Regions from separate parts of the Mus musculus genome. Here region 2 is linked to region 1. A link is a contact called in public Micro-C data. All regions are on one chromosome and are shown on one strand. The core of a region is the stretch at or near the end of the contact, and the rest is flanking DNA. Distances in the headings are between cores, read along the strand shown.

Region 1 (4,171 bases), core at 463-2,962:
GGAGCACAGGTACTCTTGTAGTGAAGGAAGATCACAGAGACACCCCCACTTCATCCCAAGCAGTGTTTAAGGGAACACTGGAAAAAGCCGGGAATCCTGCTGCCGCAGAGTAGAGGCTGGCTTGGGGAAGAAGATGCCTTCTGACCTGACAGACACTGAGGCAAGAAGGGTGAAAGAAGGTGGCAACACTGAGGATGAGACGGGCCAAGCCCCCACATCCCAAAAAGAGTCAGGGTGGGCACTGGTGGGCTAGCGTGGGAGATACTCTGAGGGACAGAGGACATAATGGATAGGCTTCCAGGACAGAAGGAGAAGAAGCAGAGGCAGTAGCCAATACTAACAATCAAGACTCTGGCCAAGTTGAGCACTCCTGCTGGTTCTGGGACCCAGGGAGCTCATCAGATGGAACGCACACCCTCCGACCAACGCCGCCGCCGACTAGGAAGGGTAGGAGAGAAAGCAGGGGGCTCCTAGCAGCGCGAGCCGGACAAGCCTTCAACCGGCCGGGCCCCGCAGGCTTCAGCCGTCGCTGCTGTGCCCGCCAGCAGGGGGTGCCTCTGCGGCTTGGGGAGACCTCGGGGGACTCCAGCCTCTCTCTGCGCTCCGCCCGCTGCACCCTACAGGGTCGTCTCCAGCAGCACCCAAGCTGGGGCAGGGACCCGACCAGGCCACAGCGGAAGTGGCGAAGTCAGGTCCCGAGCCAAGGGAGACGTGGTTAGGGATAGTGTCTATCGAGGGTCCCGCAGCCTGTACGCCCTCACAGTCGCAAGGTCCACGCCTCCCGGTTCCGCACCCCGGCCTCCGGAGGGTCAGTCCCGAGTGGCGCGTGCTTTGGACGTGAGCCTGTGAAGCCCGGTCCTTCTCCGTGGTGGGGACAGAGTCCCCGGAGTCGTGTGCGGATGAAGAGGGTAGAGCTACCTCTCAATCTCCACCGGCCATCCGACGGCCGAAGGGAGCAGGGGGTCACGTCGGCAGGGCCACAAGGGTCCTCATAGCCTGTCCAGCTCACCCCACCCAGGGGTGGCCGCAGCCGCGCGTGTCGCCGCGGCTCGACCCGCACACGCACCCGCGCGGCGCACACGCTCCCGCCGCGCCGATCGCCGGGCCTCCGGGAGGGGCTGCGAGCCGAGCCGGGGCGGCGCGGGGTGGGCGGCGGGAATGCCGGGGTCCCGGCCCGTACAGAGGCTGGATTCTCCATCTCCCCACCCCTCCCCGCACTCCGGCCCTACACCCCTGGCGCAGACACCCCCTTCCTCCCCGGCCTCGGGGGCATCCTGGAGCTCAGGACACAGGGACCGCGACTCCCGGGCCGGGAGGTGGCCGGGCTGGGCTCCGCGCCGGGGAAAGTTTGGACGTGGGAAAGTCCCTGTCTCCCCGCCGGGGAGGGGGCGCGGGATGGGCGCGCTTCAGCTGTTGCCCCGGAGCCCGCGCCGCGCCGCGCCCGCCTCTCCCCGGCCCGTGCACCCTCCCGGCCCGCAGCCTTCCCCAGCGGCGATCGGTTGTCCTCCCGCGGGTGCCGCGCGCTCTTACCTTGGGGAGCGGCCGGACTGCACCCTGGTCCGCGCCTTGGGACGCCAGCAAGCGGCAGGATCACAGCCAGGTCCGGCTCTGGCGTCCGCTCGGAGGAGCCGAGGGAGAGCGGGAGCGAGAGGGGGAGCCGCGGCGGCGAGTGCGCGCGTGTGTGGAGGAGCGAGAGAGCGAGGGAGTGTGCGTGTCTGACTAGGGGGGAAGTGTGCAAGGGACGGATCCCTTCCTTCCTCCCGCAGCCTCTGGTGGAGACTCGGAGAATGCAGCGCCCGCCGGGCAGGAGCGCCGAGCAGCGCCGAGCCGCAGGCGGCCGCCGGGCCGGACCCCGCAGCCAGCCGGGGAGCCCGGCCCCCGCCCCGACCGCACCCCTCCCTCGCCTGCGGGGCCCGGAGGCTCCGTCTCCCCCGTCGCCGGCAGCGGGAAAGCCCCCGGGGGAGTGCTCCTTCTCCTCCTCCCAGCCCAGATCCGCGCGAAGGGAGCGCCCCCAGGAGGGGAGCGGGCTCCCTCCTTGCCTGGCGGTTCAGCTGCCCCGAGGCACCCGTGGCAGACTAGACCCTGTCCCCACCACTCCCCTGGCCAGACTTCGCTGCATCTAGCCCCCCTTCCCCCACACACTATGAAAGCCCGGCTTCAAAAGAAGGGGGTGCAAGCGAAGGTAGAGGCGGGCTTCTCAAGTGGCCACCCCTGGCTGGCTGCCCAGAAAGGCCCTTTGCACAGACCGAGGCTTCAGAGACAATCACTGAACATTGAGGTGGACAGAGCCCCTGCCCCGGGGCTGGGAGTCTGCTGGCAGGTGGAAGGTCAGTTGTCCTGGGAAGAGAGCCACGCTGGTCATTCCTCTTTAGGAGCGAGCTCTGGAAGTCCTGTGCCTCCAGCCAGAATAAAAGAGTAGGCAAACAAGACAGTCCAGCCTAAACTTCGTGCCCTCTAGCATGAGGCTAATAAAATCCACCCCCACCCCCCACTGTCCAGAAACGCTTGCAAAGCCAGATTTTCCGTTCTTGCTCAAATTCAGCTAGCCCAATGCCCGATGTCTTTTCTGCCTAGACTGTTTCCTTTTTCTTAGCTGCATGGGTGCCAGCCAGGTGACTGAAGTGACCGTGCAGCTGTATGTCTTTGCCATCTGCCCCTAACCAAGCATCCTGGCCTGCAAAACAGACGCTGAGTTAAAGAGGTGACAACGCCCTCCCTCCGAGACCCTGATTCCTGATGGTCCCTAGGGACCCATACTCCAGCTCGCCCTGGCCTGCTCACCACCGGGAGCTCTAATTTCCACTCTCCCACTCCTCCCTAGTGACTGGTGTCTCCTCTGGGTGGTTGCATTTCTAGTCCTTCCAGCTGAACTCCATCACTCTTATTTATTTTGAGATTTATTCTCCACCTCGACAGCCGGTTCCCTCCCTTAAGTCCTTCTTCTCTCGGTTCATTCCCTTCATTGATCTCCCAAGCGTTGCTTTTGTGCAGTCTCCTGGTCTTTTTCCTCCCCAACCTCTCTATTCTTAGCCTCTACTCTTTCATGCTTTCAGAGACCAGAGGCTGGCCTTCCAGATGCATCTCCACACTTTCTGCTTTCTCCCTCTCTCCCCGACTCACTTTTTGCAGCTGTGGATCCTTCTTTTCTGTCCCTGCCCCAGGCCTGGCTGTGTGCTGACCCCTCAGGACTCTGACCTAATTACAGGGCCATAGGTTGTTTGGGCCTGGGCTGTGATAGCCTCCACATTTGCCTGCACACAGTGGGGTAAGCCACAAAGTCTCTTCTCCCCAGAACTCCATTAGAGCCTTACCTTTTACTCTCCCAACATCTCACCTTCCCCTTTAGGTTGCCTCCTACCCTTATCCAAAAACCTCCTCTCGGCGGCCTCACGTCCTGGGTTCTGGGAGCACTTGAGATTCACCATCGTCAGAACTGCTGTGATTTTGCTTGTATGCAGATCGGTCCTATTTTACAGACGAGGAAACATTTTGGAATATCAGGAATACACAGGCAAAGTGGTGAGAGTGGATTAGTTAGTACATCCTGCCTGGGTTCTCTGCTCTGGAAGAGGGTAAGCCAGGGCTCTTCTGACTGTAGCAGTAGGTGGCAAGAACAGGAAGAGATCCCATGAAAATCTTGGGGTGTCATAGAGGTCTCTTTCCCAGCATTGACTCAGATCAGATGACACCAATGTAACAACAGCAGCTAGTAAGCCCTGTACTACCTATTAATTTTTATGTAGATTATTTCATTTGATTGACACAGCAGACAACCTACAAATTTATAGACAGGGAGGCTGGGGCACTGAGAAACGTGAAACTTGCAGAAAGTCACAGTGCACATGGAATAGTGGCGATAGTGGGGATTTTGATCCTCCTCAGGCCTCTGAGCTGAAGGGACAGGGACTGTTGCTTCCAGGCAAGCAACAGGCCTAGGACATCCCAGGTTTCTTTATGCTATAGTATGTATGAGGTGAGCATACAAGGAGAGTATCGCTCTTGCTCTTCCAGGGTCTGGATGAAGTCATGGAGGACTTGGGGGAGGGGTGTGGCTGGGGATTATTCTGGGAGGAACTTGTGAGATTCCATCAGAAGAGCCAGCGGGGTTTGGTACATTATGGCCTTTGGAGTAGTCATCTGCACCCCTGGCTTTGCCCTCTCTTGAACACAG
Region 2 (4,171 bases), core at 823-3,322, 360 kb after region 1:
GTCTCTGCGTCCCCAGCTCTAGAATTACACGCGTGAGCTATTACACAGTGCCCAGCTATTTACATGGACACTGAGGATCCAAAGTCGGGCCCTAATGCTGGCACCATAGCACTTCACCAGCTGAGCGCTCGTCCCAGCCCTTCAGTCTGGGATTTTAAAACAAAAACCTTTAAAACAAAACATTTTTGTTTGTTTGTTTGTTTATAAGAAAAAAGTGAGGTTCAGGGGCCAGGTCAAAGCCTTGTTAGGGAATTCTGAGACTCTCAAGCAAGTGCACCGTTGTGCTTTCTAAGATGACCCCAGGGGGTAGGTAATATGTGGAACATGGCTGGGGGCAGCCACAGCCTCGGTGGGAAGTGCCTGGGTGGTGTGGGCTCTGAGCATTCACACAGTAATAATACATAATTATTAATAATACAATAATACAAGAGTCTCGCCGCTGAGCTCTGGATGAGAAAATCAAGTCCAAGAGCCGATGCTCACTCTGCTTCTAAAAGGCGAAAGAGTTATTGTGGTGTGGGGACATACCCAGATCCTCCTCACTGGGTGGGGACAGCCATGACAACGGTAGGTACTTGCTCTGGTATGGTGTCTGTGGTGGGAAGGAAACAGATAAGACGGGAGACAGAGCCAGCAATGCCAGAGCCTGACCCATCTACACTTGGGGACCCCTTTTAAAGAATTACACATACAGGTGATTATCTCTCTAAATCAAGGAAAGGGTTCACAACTGGTTCCGACTTGATTTGATTTTTTGTGTATGAGCATCCTGCTTGTACGTATGTCTGTGTACCATGTGCAGGCCTGGTTAGGATAGCTATTAGCTGCCATGTGAGTTCTGGGAACTTAACCAGGGTCTTCTGCAAGAGTAACAGGACCCTTAACTGTCGAGCTATCCCTCCAGCCCCTAGTTTTATTTTTATTGTCTGTATTTGGGGGGGGGGGGGGGAATTGTGCATGTGAGTGCAGTGCTTGCAGAGGCCAGCAGAGGGCATCAGATCTTCTAGAGCAGGAGCTTCTGGAACAAGTCAGAGTTCAGAGTCACCTAATCTATCCTGAGCACAGCTAGAGAAGCCAAAAGAAGCTGGCGTGTGTAAACTTGGAATAGATCTTTCACCTCTGGGGTCCAGCTGAGGCCCATTTCTAGTTTCCCACTAGGGACTCATAAGGGGCCCAGAGACTGACTGGTTTGGCTAAGGGACCCAAAGCCTGACTTGGAGACACCTGAAGTCCCAGTATCTGAGCAGCAGCAGTAGTAATCTGAAGCCAGCTGAGCCCCCATAAGGGAGGCACTGGGACTGGGGAATGGCATAGTCATTAAAGCACCATGCTAGCAGAAGGGCTTGAGTTCAGATCCCCAGTAGCTAAGTAAAATGCTAGGCGTGGCAGCAGGTGCCTATAATGCGTCGCCTAAGAGGCAGAGGCAGGAGGATCCCTGGAGCAAGCTTGCTGGCCAGCCCCTCCAGCTGAATCCTGAATCAAAAACCTCCATCTTCAAAAAGAAACCTTGCGTTGGGGGGTGGGGGGAGAGCTATTGACAAAAACAGTACTGCTGACCTCTGGCCTAATACATACACGCTCACCCTCACACTCACACTTTCCTGTAATTGAGGTGACACCTCCACAGAGACATCTTCCTGGACCGCTCTGCTGCCCGGCCACCCACAAGCCCTTCTTTCCCTCTCCTTGGTATTTACAACTTTCTTCAGCTGCCTTTTTCCCTGGATTCTTTGTTCGTGATTCCCACTCTCAACGTGGATGCAAAGTTCCAGGATGACAGAAAACGAGTTGGTCTTATTGTAGTGGAGCAGTTGACCAGGCACGGACAGTCGAGTGGATGGAGGATGGATGGATGAATGAATGAATGGATGGATGGATGGATGGATGGATGGATAGATAGATAGATAGATAGATAGATGATGGGTGGGTGGATGATGGGCGGATGAATGCATGTGTGCGGTCCCCGTCTGCGCTGCTGACTCTCTGGGGCCGCGCCTGGCCACGGTGAGGACGCTGCGGGGCCGGGAGGCGGCGTGGGCGTCGCCGCAGGGAGGAGGCCGGCGCGTCCCTCCTCCGGGAGCGCAGCGGCGGCAGCGAGAGCAGCGCGCACTGCAGGGCCGACTCCCCGCCCGGAGCCAGCGCCGCGCCCCGCGGCCCCCACGCACGGCGCGGCCCGGCGGGGGCGCAGGAGACCCGCGGCCGGGACAGGGGGCCGGTCCCCGGCACAGGAGGCTGCCGCAGCCCTGCGACATTCGCTCCGCGTGCCATCTCCCGGCCTGGCCCGCTCGGGACGACTCTGCACTGTGCGGGTGAGTACCGCGCTCGGGGACACCGGGTGGGACCGCGTCTCCCGGGGACCCCGTAGACACTAAAGGAGCGGAAACTCGGCCGCCGGCAGCAGATCCAGTCTTGAGATCCCTTTGGGTCTCAGGGCCTCAGTTTCCCCTTGTGTTCCAGGTGAGGGGGGGTGCGGGGCGCAGTGACTGAAGTTAGCAACTCCAGTGCGCCGGACAAGTGCAGGACGCGGCCGGGTCTCTGCGTTTGGTTTGTTGTTTGGCCTCGGAGGAGACTCAGGAGACTCGTGCTGAATCTCGGATTGTACCCAAAGGATCCAAGAGACAAGCTGATGTCCGAAGGCTGGGGTTGTGGGTGGCCGAGGAGCTGTGCAACTCGCTGGAACTTGGGGCCCGTGGCCCAGCCTCCCCCACGTCGATTTTCTTTTGAAAAGTCTTTACTATCCTGTAGCCCGCACTGGTCCAGCTCAGGGCGCTCACTCTGAAGCTGAAACTTAACACAACTTTTCATCAGGACGCTTAGACTGGGTTTCATAGTAAGGGGAGAGCGCGCGGACCTGAGTTACTATAGCCAGGCAGCTGTGGACTAGCCCTAGCTGCTTCATTGCATTTCAAACAGCTCTCACGCTCACGGAGTATTAGGGAAGCAGGACTGGGAGAGGTGTCCCATCGCTAAAGCCTCAAAGTGCTTTCTTTACTCCGCAGTTGAATGTGAGATTTTCTTGCAAGGCACATTGGGCCCCAAAACCATCCCAGGGCTCAGACTTGACAGCCCTCGCTCCTTGCCTGTGGAAAAAGCAAGGCAGAAACGCTATCGCCTATCCTCCCTCCCTCTTCCCGCCTCAGTCTGAAATGCTACATAACTTTTAACGACTTTAAGTATATATAATATATAACGCGATATTATATATAAATATGTCGTGCGAGGTACAGAAGCCACTCCTGGTGGGAAGGTTTAACGAAGTGAGAGAAAGTACTAGGATTTACAAACACCAGGGAAGCATTTGAATTATGTCTGAGTCGGGAACTCCCGCCCCAAGGAAACTATAACTGGGGACAGTGGTTGTATTTGAAGCCGATTCTATTAATTCCACAAGCCCTTGATGCTAGGATGAAAGAATTTTCTATGACCAGAGCATGGGTCAGCTTAAGAGAGACACCAGCCCTCGGAGATGTGTTAGACCCCAACATTCACAGCTGTCCGTGGGGACCAAGGCTGGGTCTTTTCAAAACAATCTTTGTCAAGGGTCATTGTGCCGTTTTACCCAAGGAATGCCCTCCCCTTCCCACTTCTCTGCAGCATCTGTAAGTCCCCCAAGCCTAATATTTCCCTGTCTTTAGACATCCTCAGACTGGGGAAAGTTAATGGGCTATTTATGTAAGAAATGATAATGTTTGGAATCTTGTTTGTGACTGAGCATAATAATGAGCTTGGATTTGAAACTTGAAAATCTGCAGTTGTGAAAAAAAAAAAAAACCAACAACAATGTATGAATAGATCTGAGAGAACCTGAGATGGTGCAAGTGTGTGTGGGAGTGTGTTTGTGTGTTTGTTTGTGTGAGTGTGTGTGTGTGTTTGTGTGTGTTAAACTACTTTTTAGGTTCCTATGCCCCTTTGTATCTTAGTTCACAACTCGATAAACTGTTTTATCTTCAAAGAATGTTATTTTCTTCCTGTGTCTTGGAGCGCTTGTGTACTGCTGCACCCAAGTATATAAAAATAACCCATAAACACATACATTGTTTTCCTAGTATCAGATAACTAAACAATATGAAGTAAAAATTAAAAGATATGTGCCCTGATTGTTTTTTAATATTACTTTGAAAAGTGCTTGTTTTTAAACGACCTACGTTCTAGCATCTTTTCGTGCCTTTGT

What was found. Hi-C and Micro-C count contacts between places; a contact is called where the count stands out from the background.
Region 2: a contact with region 1 is called in a Micro-C map of embryonic stem cells, with 2.5 times the contacts expected there. The contact joins the promoter of Eya2 here to the promoter of Cdh22 in region 1. A contact is called at or near these places in 1 of 39 promoter capture datasets (liver) and 3 of 484 Hi-C or Micro-C datasets (all in embryonic stem cells).

Annotation. Positions count from the first base shown.
Region 1 is chr2:165,233,025-165,237,195 of GRCm38.p6, forward strand. Cdh22 (cadherin 22) reads right to left here and starts at 1,713. Exons shown (of 12, transcript NM_174988.3): 1 at 1,531-1,713.
Region 2 is chr2:165,592,956-165,597,126 of GRCm38.p6, forward strand. Eya2 (EYA transcriptional coactivator and phosphatase 2) reads left to right here and starts at 2,073. Exons shown (of 16, transcript NM_001271963.1): 1 at 2,073-2,309.